4 separate regions of the Sus scrofa genome follow, and regions 1, 2 and 4 are each linked to region 3. A link is a contact called in public Hi-C and HiChIP or PLAC-seq data. All regions are on one chromosome and are shown on one strand. Each heading gives the region's core, a stretch centred on a gene start, on an enhancer-like site or on the middle of the called end of the contact. The rest is flanking DNA. Distances are from core to core; before and after follow the strand shown.

Region 1 (2,700 bases), core at 93-2,592, 240 kb after region 3:
GGGGGCCAGGGCTTTAACCCACATCCTCGTGGACACTAGACAGGTTCATTACCACTGAGCCACAGTGGGAACTCCAGCTTTTGTGCTCTTTAAAACCCGTTTTTAAAATTGGCGTATGTTATAAGAAGCGAGGCCAGCAAAGAGGATTTGCAGTGGCCCAGGCAAAAGACAGTGGTGACTTGGGCAGAAAGGTTGTGGAAAACAGATCTGCCCAGATTTAGAAGCTACTGAGGAGGGGTAATCAGACATGGTGGAAGAGAAGAGTCAAAGATGGCTTCAGTGATGGGATGGATGGAGGGGCATCTGCTGGAAGAGATGTTTGGGGGCAGCCCTGGGCAGCAGTTGCCCAGGTGGATGCAGAATGAATGCCTCTGCAAGATTTCCACTGGCCATGCACCCACAGAATTGCCTCCCCAACCAGAGAGGTTGGCTAAGATGTCTACAGCAGCCCCCACCTCCAGTGACCTCTCCTAGGGGCAGTTGTCCATCCAGGAACCCAAGTCCAGGTGGCAATGTAGTCCTCAAACGGGCCGGTGAATGCCATCCCATTTCAAGCTGGGGGCTTACAAATCAGAAATGTGGGGTCACATTTGTCAGGGCCGGGCTCCGGTTGAGCCCGCCGCGGGGGCAGAACCCCTGCTTTCTGCCTCACAGCCTAGAAGGCCTGAATGAGCTCTGCCGCGGCTTCATCTCTCCACCCCTGGGTCACCCCGGGTCTGGGGCTCTTCCTGGTGTGAGTGCCCAGGGTGCAGCCAGGGCACTCATCCCAACCGCAAAATTCGCGTGGGGGATGAATCTTTCTCAGCTTTAGGAGTCGTGAAATCAGATGAAAAAAGTGGGGTGGAGGCTTCCTGGAGTCTGGGAAGGGAGAGCTTTGCTGAGCTATGAGAGGGCGTGGGGTGGAAGGAGTGCTGGGATAGAGGGGCAATAATGGTGGGAAAGAGAAAGACTGCAACGGAATGAATGAAGGAAGAACGAACGGATCGTAGTTTATTTTTAGGCCTCTGTTCTCCAGAGTCTCAGTGTTGGAAAATCCACCCTCTTCTCACAGAGTGCAAAAGTCTCCTAGTTAGTTTTCCTTCTCTCATTTGTTACAACTTGCATTTTAAGACGCAGGGGCCCTGCTCCATCGGCTGGTGGGCTTCTCCAGTTCAGAGAATCAGACCGGCCTTGGAGGCCGCTGTGGCCTCTGTATTAGGCGAGTCTGGCTAGGATCGGCGCCCAGCGCTTGAGACCAGAGGCGGTGCTAGAGGACCTGGGGTGGGCGGCACCCCCACCTCAGCCCAGGCCACGCCCAGGCCACGCCCCACCAGTCTCGGCTCCGCCCCTTCTGCGGACAGACTCCGCGGCGCCGCGCGGCCAGCGCCTCCGCCCCCGAGCGCCCGGGCGGGCGGAGTGGCGGGTGAGGGGCGGGATGTTTGATGGGCGGGGGTCCCAATGACGGCATCCGAGCGCGCCGAGTTGGGGTTCAGAGCCTTCCTGGCCCGCAGGGGGACTGCGTTCCTACCCTAGCAGGTGGGTGTGGGTCCGGGACGCGGTGGAGGTCGAGGGCTAGGAGGCGGGAGGCGCGCGCTCGCCCCCACCTTGGCAGACCTGGGCCGGGTGGCCCTGGACGTCGGCACGCCAGGGGATCCCTGACCCAACACGAGGATCCTCCATCCTTGCTAACCAGCCTCCTGGAGTTGGCGGGGGCTCTCCGCTTCCCTAAGTCGGGGGCCTGAGGCCGGCATTCCGGGCCTAGCCAGGAGGAGTGAGGGCCCACGCTGCGAGAGTCGGGTTCGCGTTTGTAATCACTTCTCCAAACTTTCCGTGAGTTCCTGTCTCGAGAGTTCAGCTTCTCTGACTCCCTATCTCCTACCCCGGGCGCCCGACTGCGCCGGTGTTGTCCGGGAGATTGGGGGCGCGGAACAATGCCCGGAGCCCTGGCGCGGAGAAGCCAGCACGGAACGGGGCTGGAAAGGCTCTGGGTGAGGGGTGCATGGAGGCGCCTACAATCTTGCGTGGCAGGCACCACTGTGTGCTCAGGCCCGGGCACCCAGCAAGGCCTGAATGAACGAACGGACCATTACAGGTGCTGAGAGAAGTTAAATCGTGAAAAGAAAAGTGCTGTGACCCTAGAGTTGGGGTTGGATGTGGTGAGGTCTGCGATAAGCGAAGGGAAGAAGGGGACGAGGAAAGTTCCTTGGATAAAGATTATTTATCACTGTTAGGCAGCTACTAAGCGTTGGACCTTATGCTGGGAGCTGCAGCTGGAGCACGAAGGGAACAGGAGGGTCCCTGCTTCCTAGCTCCCAGTTTGGGAGGTAGGGGGAGACCAACGGATAATATGGCTTTTGCAAGGGAAGGGAGTGGTCAGTGGCTGTTGGAAGAACCAGGGGTGTGTGTGCTGGCGTGTGCTTGCCCTTCCCTAGCTCCCTGAGGATGGGACCAGCCTAAGCCTGGCGGGATGGGGAGTCAGGCTACACTGAGTGTGCTGCAGGCAGAGGATGGTGAGGGAAGGTGGGGTACAGGAAGTAAATAGGCAGGGCCCCGATTAAGGTTTTTTTGTTTTTTGTTTTTTGCCATTTCTTGGGCCACTCCCGCGGCATATGGAGGTTCCCAGGCTAGGGGTCTAATCGGAGCTGTAGCCACCGGCCTACTCCAGATCCACAGCGACTCGGGATCCGAGCCGCGTCTGCAACCTACACCACAGCTTACAGC
Region 2 (2,747 bases), core at 165-2,664, 130 kb after region 3:
CAGAAGGCACCCAAAACCTGTGCATCCTGCCTGGAGGGAGCTCCCTCCTGTGCCATCTACAGGGGCTGGTGCTGGACACGCCCCAAGTTGGCAGTCGAGCCGGGCCTGCAAATCCTTGCTGGGGAGCCTAGAGTTTTGGTTGGTTCGTGGTCTGTTTTCTGCCTCTGCTCCCAGGGGTGTGTAGGGACCTGAGCCCGTCCCCCTTCTCCTCACTCCTCTAGGCTCCATCTTGCTCTCCCTCTCAGCACACAGGTGTATGTTTTTCCCAGTGGACAGATGAGCAAATTGGGGTCCAGAGAGGGCAAGTGGCCTCTCTGGGGTCACCTAGCCCATCACACCAGCACTAAGCTGGCTTCACCCTTTTCTTAAGCCAGCCCCAGCATTTCTGACATGTCTGCTAAGCTCCCCATCCTGTACTCACTATGGCCCCAGGCCCCAGGAAAAAAGGCCCCTGACTGGTCGGCCCACCTCAGATCCCAAGATTCCAAGTGGTTGGGCAGCGCCCTCTGCTGTCTGTGGCTGGGAGTGCAAGGAGGCTGGATAGCCAGGGCATCCCTCTGGCTTGAGACCGGTACCTTGCAAACAAGGTATGCAGTCAGTCCCCCAAGGCATCTCAGCAAGCACTTGGGGGTCCCCGTTCCACTTCACAGCTTAGAAACTGAGGGGTCATGTGACAAACTTTCCCACATTTACATGTCTGTCTCTTTGCTTCGGGCTGGTCAGCTCTTTATGCTGCGGTTTCCCCGTGTTTCACTGCAAGGCTCCACTTACCTAGATGAAGCGAGGCATAAGTGTGACACCCTCAGGAGAGAGGTGCAGTCTACTCACCCTGCATTCTCTGCCCAGCTCTCCAAACTGGGGAGATTCTGGCACTTCCTCTCCAGCCTTTCCCCGGAATCTGACAAATCTCTCTCCTTTCTTCCCACCCCCTCCCTCCTTGTCACTCTGCCTCCTGTGACTTCCACTAGCTGCGCATCCAGCTGATCCATGACCAAGATAATCAGATTATCATGGGTCCAGAATAATCTATTCCATATGGCTTGCCAAGTCGGTGGCTCCAGGAGCTAAAGGTGTGAGGAGAGGGGGTGGCCTCCGTTGGAAGGGGCTTCCTGGGAGTTTTGGGGGCATAAGCTGGGCTGGTGGGGAAGGGGGGAAGTGGAGGAGAAGTTGGGAGCCTTCCTGCTGGGCCCCTGACGGCCCTGGGCTCCAGGTGGCTGCAGCCCCCTCGCCAGCACAAGCACGGCCTCATCTTTCCAAGACCTGGTGAAGCTTAGGCTCCATGGTGGGGGTTGCCCCCCATGCCTTTTCTCTGGATTGGGAAGTGCTCACTCTAGGGTGTTACTTCTCAAAAGTGGCCAAGCCTCATAATTCTCCGGAGATTTTACTTTTTTTTTTCTTCTTGTTTTTGCTTTTTAGGGCCGCACCCGTGGCATATGGGGTTCCCAGGCTAGGGGTCAAGTCGGAGTTACAGCTGAAGCCTATACCACAGCCACGGCAACGTGGGATCCGAACTGCGTCTGTGACCGACACCACAGCTCACAGCAACGCCCGATCCTTAACCCACTGAGCAAGGCCAGGGATTGAACCCACAACCTCATGGTTCCTAGTCGGGTTCGTTAACCACTGAGCCACCATGGGAACTCCAGATTTTACTTTTCACACCCGGAATCTCCTCTGGGGATTCTGGTTCAAGCAGGTCCAGGGTCTGGAAACCTGTTTTCTTTTTACTTCTCAACAGGTCCTGGTATATCAAGGTTTCCTGGGGGCTTAAAGATTATGCGGCATAGCCCTCCCCCAGCAGGGCACTCCCAGGGCACCCCTCCAGGAGGAAAGGAGCCACTCTAGTCCTCCAGAGGGGGCAGGGGGACTGGTGGGAAAACAGAACATTGGCTTTGGTCCCAGACAGAGCAGAACAGATCCCAGCTCTTCCCCTACTAGCCATGCAACACAGGACCACCTCTCTGGGCTTCCACTCGTTTCCACATCTACAAAGTGGGGCAATGACACTCATATCACAGTGTGGTTGTGAGCTGTAACCCAGCCAAGCCCCAGTACAGTGTCAGACCCCAAGTGACAGCAGGAACACACAGGTGGGCTCTGCCCAAAGCACGGTCCCTGTGCTATGATTTGATCCTTGCACTGTTGGCACAGGAGGTATTACAGGGCAGAAACAGAGGCCAGGGCAGAAACATGGAGTGAGTTACCCAAGTGCCACCGGTGGTACAGGGCAGAAGGGCATTCTATTCTAAGCCACCCTGGCCACACCCCAGAGGGGTGCCCCAGGTTATCTGAAGGTGGGGGCTTCGTGAATAAGAACCGCTGCCCTGAAAGAGCTTGCCTTGCGGGCTGGTGCCGAGGTGTGGTGGGAGGATCCCTGGCAGTAGGGGACACCCAAATTAGGAGCTTCCCAGGAGGTGTGCTGCTCATGCTAAACAGGCTGGCGTTAGGACAGAGCTGCTTCCTTCTCCTGGGGCCTCTGGCTCCAGTGGGGATGGGGATTAGGGGCCGCAAGGGGAAAACCGACACTGCACCTTTGATTAGCACTCCCATGTTAGAGGGGCTGGCCGGAAAATAAGGGTACTGAGGCTGGGAAGTGGGAGGGGGCAGCGCCCAGGACCCAGGCTCGGTCTGAGGAAGCCGGCTGGTTCCTAGTGGGCAGGCAGAGACCCGGGCCCTGGGCCCAAGGGGGTGCTGCCTTGTCCTGCCTGCACCCCCACCCTGGCCAAGGACCCCGTCTGAACTCTCAC
Region 3 (2,700 bases), core at 75-2,574:
CCTCTGTGATAATGTTGCTGAGATGTACATTTTTGAGGCTAAATCTTTCCATAATCATTTTATTTTATATATATATATATACATATACATATATATATGTATATGTATATATATATATTTTTTTTTTTTGGTCTTTTGGTCTTTTTTAGGGCCACAGCAGCAGCATATGGAGGTTCCCAGGCTAAAGGTCCAATTGGAGCTTTAGCCACTGGCCTTCACCAGAGCCATAGCAATGTGCCATCCCAGCCCAGTCTGCCACGTACATGGCAGCTTATTGCAAGGCAGGATCCTTAACCCACTGAGCAAGGCCAGGGGTCAACCCGCATCCCAGTGGATGCTAGTCGGGTTTGCTAACCGCTGAGCCACGATGGGAACTCCTTTATTATAAATTCTAAAACTGGAAATACTGAGTCTAATCTATATTTTAAAGGCTTTTGATGCATATTTGCCAACAGACCTCAGGGTAGATGATTCCAATTTGCAGTTCTATCTGCAATATAGGGACGGGCTTCACCTCACCCCCACTAAGTCATTAAAAGAAATTCGCACACATACACACACACGCAAAAGCCAAATTTAAAAAAGAAAGAAAAAAAATACAAAGACTACCGATCTGGGATCGTCAGTACCTATTAAATGGAATTGCATTAAAGATCCCTTAATTCCACCATTCGCTGTCTACCATGGACAGACAGTCCTTTTGCATGAAGAGACCTCTATATAATTCAGCATTTATGTAATACTAAAAACGAACATAAGGTTCCCCAACCGGGAAATGGCTAAATTAGCCTGCATCTGCACACGTGGAATGTTCTGCAGTGTTAAGGGGAAGAAGGCAGGACCGTATGTGTTAACGCCGCCGAGGAGAAATGGAAGATCCCACAGCATCTTCATCTGGGAGCGTGGCTGCTGTTGGGGTTTCTGCCTTTTTGTTTTGTTTTTTTGCCGCGCCATCCTGCGTAAGTGCCTGGGCCAGAGATAGAACCTGCACCGCAGCAGCGACTCAGCCAGATCCTTAATCCACTGAGCGATCTTCATCTGCTTTTCCGACGTGCTCGGCTTTGCGCCTGGCGGGATTCTTAAGCAAACGGTGGGTGTGTACGAAGGGCTAAGAGCCAGGGTGGCGTCTTAGCCAGACCCTAACTGGCCCACCGGCTCTGGCCTAGGGGCCGGACCTCCTCAGCCTCGGAGTCCGCACCAGCCCTCCCGCGGCGAGCCCAGCTCCCGCCCTGCAGTTTTCACCAAGGCGTGCCGGGAGGCCGGACTCTTCGTGGCCCGGCCCCTGGGCGCCGGGACAAGTTTCCGGAGGCCACTCTCAGCAGCGCATCAACCGGAAACGTCTGTGTTGTGGCGGAAGGAGATGCTTTCTGGGAGCAGCCGGTGCTGAAAGAAGCGTGGCGGGCAAAGATGATTCAGGCGATTCTGGTTTTCAATAACCACGGGAAACCGCGGCTGGTCCGCTTCTACCAGCGTTTCGTGAGTGCGGCCTAGCTTCGTCACGACCCTTTGGGGCGCCTGCACCCCCCTCCCTCCCTTTGGCCTGTGCGAAGCGCGCGGGAAAATGCCCGCAGACCTTTTCGGGCTCCTGTGCCATGGGTGACCCCCAGACTCAACCTGCCTCGGCCCCGCTACCCCCGTTCTTTCCTACCCCTTCCAGGACCCCAGCATTTCTGTGCCGTTTTGTGACACTTCTCCAGTGTCTCAAGTGGTGGTTAACAGCTTAAATGGTTGAGGTCGCTTTCACCTTATCGGTTGTCGAGGTGAAACTCACCTCGCAGTTTCACCAGGGAGAAATACGCAGCTTTTTAAAATGGTTTCGCTTTAGCCAGAGGATTTAGAAAAGTGCTTTCTTGGAATTATTTTGCTTCAGTGGAGGCTGGGACTGCCTAGGGACTAGATACCTTTCACTCTGTAGAGTTCAAAGTCAGTTTGGAAAGTGAGAAATGATGAGAAATTATAAATGCAGCCGCGTGAGGGCTCAGTACCTGATGATGTGAATTTGAGTTTTCCAAAAACGTTTCTTTGGGAAGAATAAACGTCATTATTTGCTTCCTGTCCCCCGACGTTTTATTTCTTAAGAGCTAGGTTAAAAATGTAATTGGTGGGTTGGTGAAACCTAGAGGAGAAGTGAGAAAACTTATGTTCAGGTCAAGTTGATAAATCTCTTTCAGATTTTATTTCCTCTTTTGTCAAATAGAAATGAAAAAAATTTTTTTACCTTTTTCATATAATTTTTAGCTAGATTACATTTTATTAAATAATTATATCGGTTTTATGTTAGCATTTAATAACACTTCAATTTGTATTTGCATGTGTGTGTGTGAATTTTTCTGTCAGGGTTTTGCTTTGTTTTGTTTATGACTGTACCAGAGGCATATGGAAACTTCTGGGCGAGGGATTGAATTTGAGCTGCACCTGCCTCAACACCAGATCTTAAAACTCTATTGCATAGGGCTGGGGATCAAACAGGCACCTCCAGAGCAACCCGAACCACTGCAACAGGGTTGTTAACCTATTGCACCACAGCAGGAACTCCCTCCATCAGGTTTTTTAAGGTGTTACTGAGATCTAAGTTACATACTATACATTTCACCTTTAAAAAATATGCAGTGGAATGGCTTTTAGTACTTCACAGAATTATGCAACTATCACCACAATTTTAGGACATTTTCATTATCCAGAAGAGGAACTTCTACCCAT
Region 4 (2,700 bases), core at 22-2,521, 210 kb after region 3:
AATCCCATGTTGCTGTGTCTATGGTGTATGTAGGCTGGCAGCTGTGGCTCCAATTGGACCCCTAGCCTGGGAACTTCCATATGCTGCGGGTGTGGCCCTAAAAAGACAAAAAAAAAAAAAAAAAAAAAAAAAAAAAGACTTGTACATTCAAGAGAACTCTGTTCCTGTGTGGGTTTAAATCTTACTGTTCAAACTTCATTCCCGAAAGTGAAAAATAAACATGATGGAAATGGGTTGAAAACAGTTCCACAGGACCCCTCTGCGGAAAAGGAGCCAAAGATGATAAAACTTTAGAGCTTATGAGTTTAATGACACATATCTCAACATCTTTCTGGAAACAGCTTTTTGAGAACTAGGGGCCAGAAATAAGTTACAGAACAGATATTTCACAGCTCTGGAATACTAACTCCTCTGAGTCTGGTTCTTTCAGCTCTGCGATCTACCCCCTAGTTGGCTAAACCTCCTTAAAGAAGTTAGGATGTGCCCAGGGGACACTGGGTCAAATAACCATAGCAACCAACTGATCCAACTTTCTCTTCCTCTCTGCCCTCCTCTAGCTGGGAGGTGTTAGGAGCTTTGCTCAAGGCTCCCCAGAGCAACGGGGCTGCTTCTGCCAGACGAGACGCTCTGCAGCCTGGGCTCTGTGGGACTGAGGTGGCATTAGCTGGAGCGAGCGTCGGGGTCCTGGGACAACTTTACTAGGTTTGTTTTCGAGCACCAAAGAAGTTGAGGGTTAGGGTCTTCTGGGAATTTTACTGAGCATGAAGAGGCCTGCAGGGAAACCAATGGCAGAGAGATTATTCAGGGTGAATGACCAAGGGTGTGGAATTCCGGGGCCACCAGCTTTTCCAGAACACAGCTGAAATGGCTGGTTTTAAGAACAACTGCTTTCTCATCTGGTCGAGCATAGAGGGAACGACTGGTAGATAGTCTTGCTTAAAAAGAAGGAATTAATGAAGAACTTTTTTATTAAAATTAAAAAAAAAAAAGACTAAACCTGAAACTCATTCTTGAGTCTCTTTTGGACAGTCATCTGAGAGCCCCTAAATTTCATCTTAAGGCCTCTTCTCTCTTAACGCTACTTTCATTTTTTATTTCTTACCCTGAATCTTTATAAGAAACATCAGTCTTGACAAGAAGGCTGCAGAGTAGCTCATCAGACTCCAGGGAGCGGCCACTTGTCTGTTCAGGGAACTGATGGTGAGAGGTAGGGGGCCGAGCCTGTGGATCTCAGGCAGGGGACTTGCTCATGGACCTGGACCCCTGTGCTTTGCAGCTTGAAGAACTACGATGGCAGTCAACAAGGGCCTGACTTTGCTGGATGGAGACCTCCCTGTAAGTAACGGGCTTCTCTGAGGCCGTGCACAACTGATGGGGGAAGGAAGAGCTGGGAGGAGAGGTTCCGGGGCCTCAGCGCAAGATGGGTGTAGATTATATTCTTAATTCATTGACCATTATGTCTGAGTTATTCTTGCCCTCACTCCTTCTTGCGGAAGCCTATTAGAGGATCTGCAGGAGTGAAATGCCTATTGAAAATGAACCACCTTGGACAAAAAGAATGGAAAACTGGCTGGGAGGGAAAGGAGAGGAGGGGAAGCTCTAGGTTCTGACCCCGGAAGCAGAAGCCCATGTTTTGTCCACCTGGGTGAAATGTATGTTCAGGACTAAGCCACTGTGCTCTGTGACTCCAGAGGTGGCGTGCACGGTGCAGGCTATGTCCGTGGCACCTCTCAGGGTTACACAGTGCACACTGTGAAGGTGGGAGGAGGTCGGAGAGGCAGTGTGTCTGGCCTTGTGCCTTTAGCCTCGTTTTCACTGTGACTCAAAGTGGTTTAACACGTTTAGGTGGACCCAGTGCCTCCTGGCAAGGCCCCTCTGATTTGGTCCAGTTCAAACAGTGAAACTTTGAAAAAGTCTTGAACCCATATAATAGGCATTTTGTCCCAAGTTAGGCTTTAACTCACCTTTGCATGAGGAATCGCCACATTATGTTTCGTATTCGTTCGTAGAACACAGGCGTAAAATGGTCAAGGGCATGGTTAAGCCATCCTAACAGGTGGTAGTTGGTTCCCTTCCCAGGGTCTCCCTCGCTCCTCCGCTTTGCCGAAAACAACCCCGGAAGGCTCTGCCCAAAATGTAAAAGAAAATGTTTTCTTACTTTCAGTCCTAATCATTTTCTAGTTCAAATTTCAAACTCACATGTGAGACCAGAAGCTAAAATAGAATAGCCTGCTCTCTACTGTACATGCCAGCCTCCCTGATGGGTCTTCTGACACAGCCTCTTACAAACAGAAGAAGCTAGGTTCTCCCCTCCAGAGCCGAACCACGCAAAAGTGTGTGTTCAAAGCTGCAGAGAGCTCGCACTTCTGATCTGACCTGAGATGTTCATGTGGAGATTCTTAACATTCCTAAAAATAGGCGGAAAAATAGAATGCCCTTCACTAGCCCCGGCAATGTAATCCATGGACAGTTCTGTCCCATCCTCACTCTATTCCCCAAGCTTGTGTTATTGTGAAACAAATTCCACATATGCCATCTCAGGCCTGAGTTGGAATCCTGGCTCTTCCACTTAACTAGTTGTGTGATCTTGGATAAGTCATTTCACATCTCCAAGCCTTTGCCTCCCCGCTGGCAAAGTGGTGGCGAGAATGCTGACCTCAGGGAGTTGCAGTTAAAATTAAATAAAGTCATGTCACCAAA

Evidence for each region. A called contact is a pair of places that touch in the nucleus more often than the background predicts. HiChIP or PLAC-seq counts read pairs in DNA pulled down with a chosen protein or histone mark.
Region 1: a Hi-C map of mesenteric adipose tissue shows a contact between it and region 3, with 2.1 times the contacts expected there. The contact joins the promoter of KIF7 here to the promoter of AP3S2 in region 3. A contact is called at or near these places in 2 of 47 Hi-C or Micro-C datasets (heart right ventricle and mesenteric adipose tissue) and 1 of 2 datasets of contacts at active chromatin or transcription factors (alveolar macrophages).
Region 2: a contact with region 3 is called in a Hi-C map of embryonic fibroblasts, with 10 times the contacts expected there. The contact joins the promoter of MESP1 here to the promoter of AP3S2 in region 3. A contact is called at or near these places in 2 of 5 promoter capture datasets (fetal liver and liver), 26 of 47 Hi-C or Micro-C datasets (adipocytes, adipose tissue, alveolar macrophages and 15 more) and 2 of 2 datasets of contacts at active chromatin or transcription factors (alveolar macrophages and skeletal muscle).
Region 4: an H3K27ac HiChIP or PLAC-seq map of alveolar macrophages shows a contact between it and region 3. The contact joins the promoter of PLIN1 here to the promoter of AP3S2 in region 3. A contact is called at or near these places in 1 of 47 Hi-C or Micro-C datasets (embryonic fibroblasts) and 1 of 2 datasets of contacts at active chromatin or transcription factors (alveolar macrophages).

The regions. Positions count from the first base shown.
Region 1 is chr7:55,218,879-55,221,578 of Sscrofa11.1, reverse strand. KIF7 (kinesin-like protein KIF7) reads left to right here and starts at 1,342. Exons shown (of 19, transcript XM_021098960.1): 1 at 1,342-1,515.
Region 2 is chr7:55,326,267-55,329,013 of Sscrofa11.1, reverse strand. MESP1 (mesoderm posterior protein 1) reads left to right here and starts at 1,414. Exons shown (of 2, transcript XM_001925990.6): 1 at 1,414-2,747.
Region 3 is chr7:55,460,976-55,463,675 of Sscrofa11.1, reverse strand. AP3S2 (adaptor-related protein complex 3, sigma 2 subunit) reads left to right here and starts at 1,324. Exons shown (of 6, transcript NM_001244548.1): 1 at 1,324-1,476. The coding sequence starts at 1,408.
Region 4 is chr7:55,249,368-55,252,067 of Sscrofa11.1, reverse strand. PLIN1 (perilipin 1) reads left to right here and starts at 1,271. Exons shown (of 9, transcript NM_001038638.1): 1 at 1,271-1,335. The coding sequence starts at 1,291. LOC106510160 (a long non-coding RNA gene) reads right to left here. Exons shown (of 2, transcript XR_001308377.2): 1 at 1,965-2,700.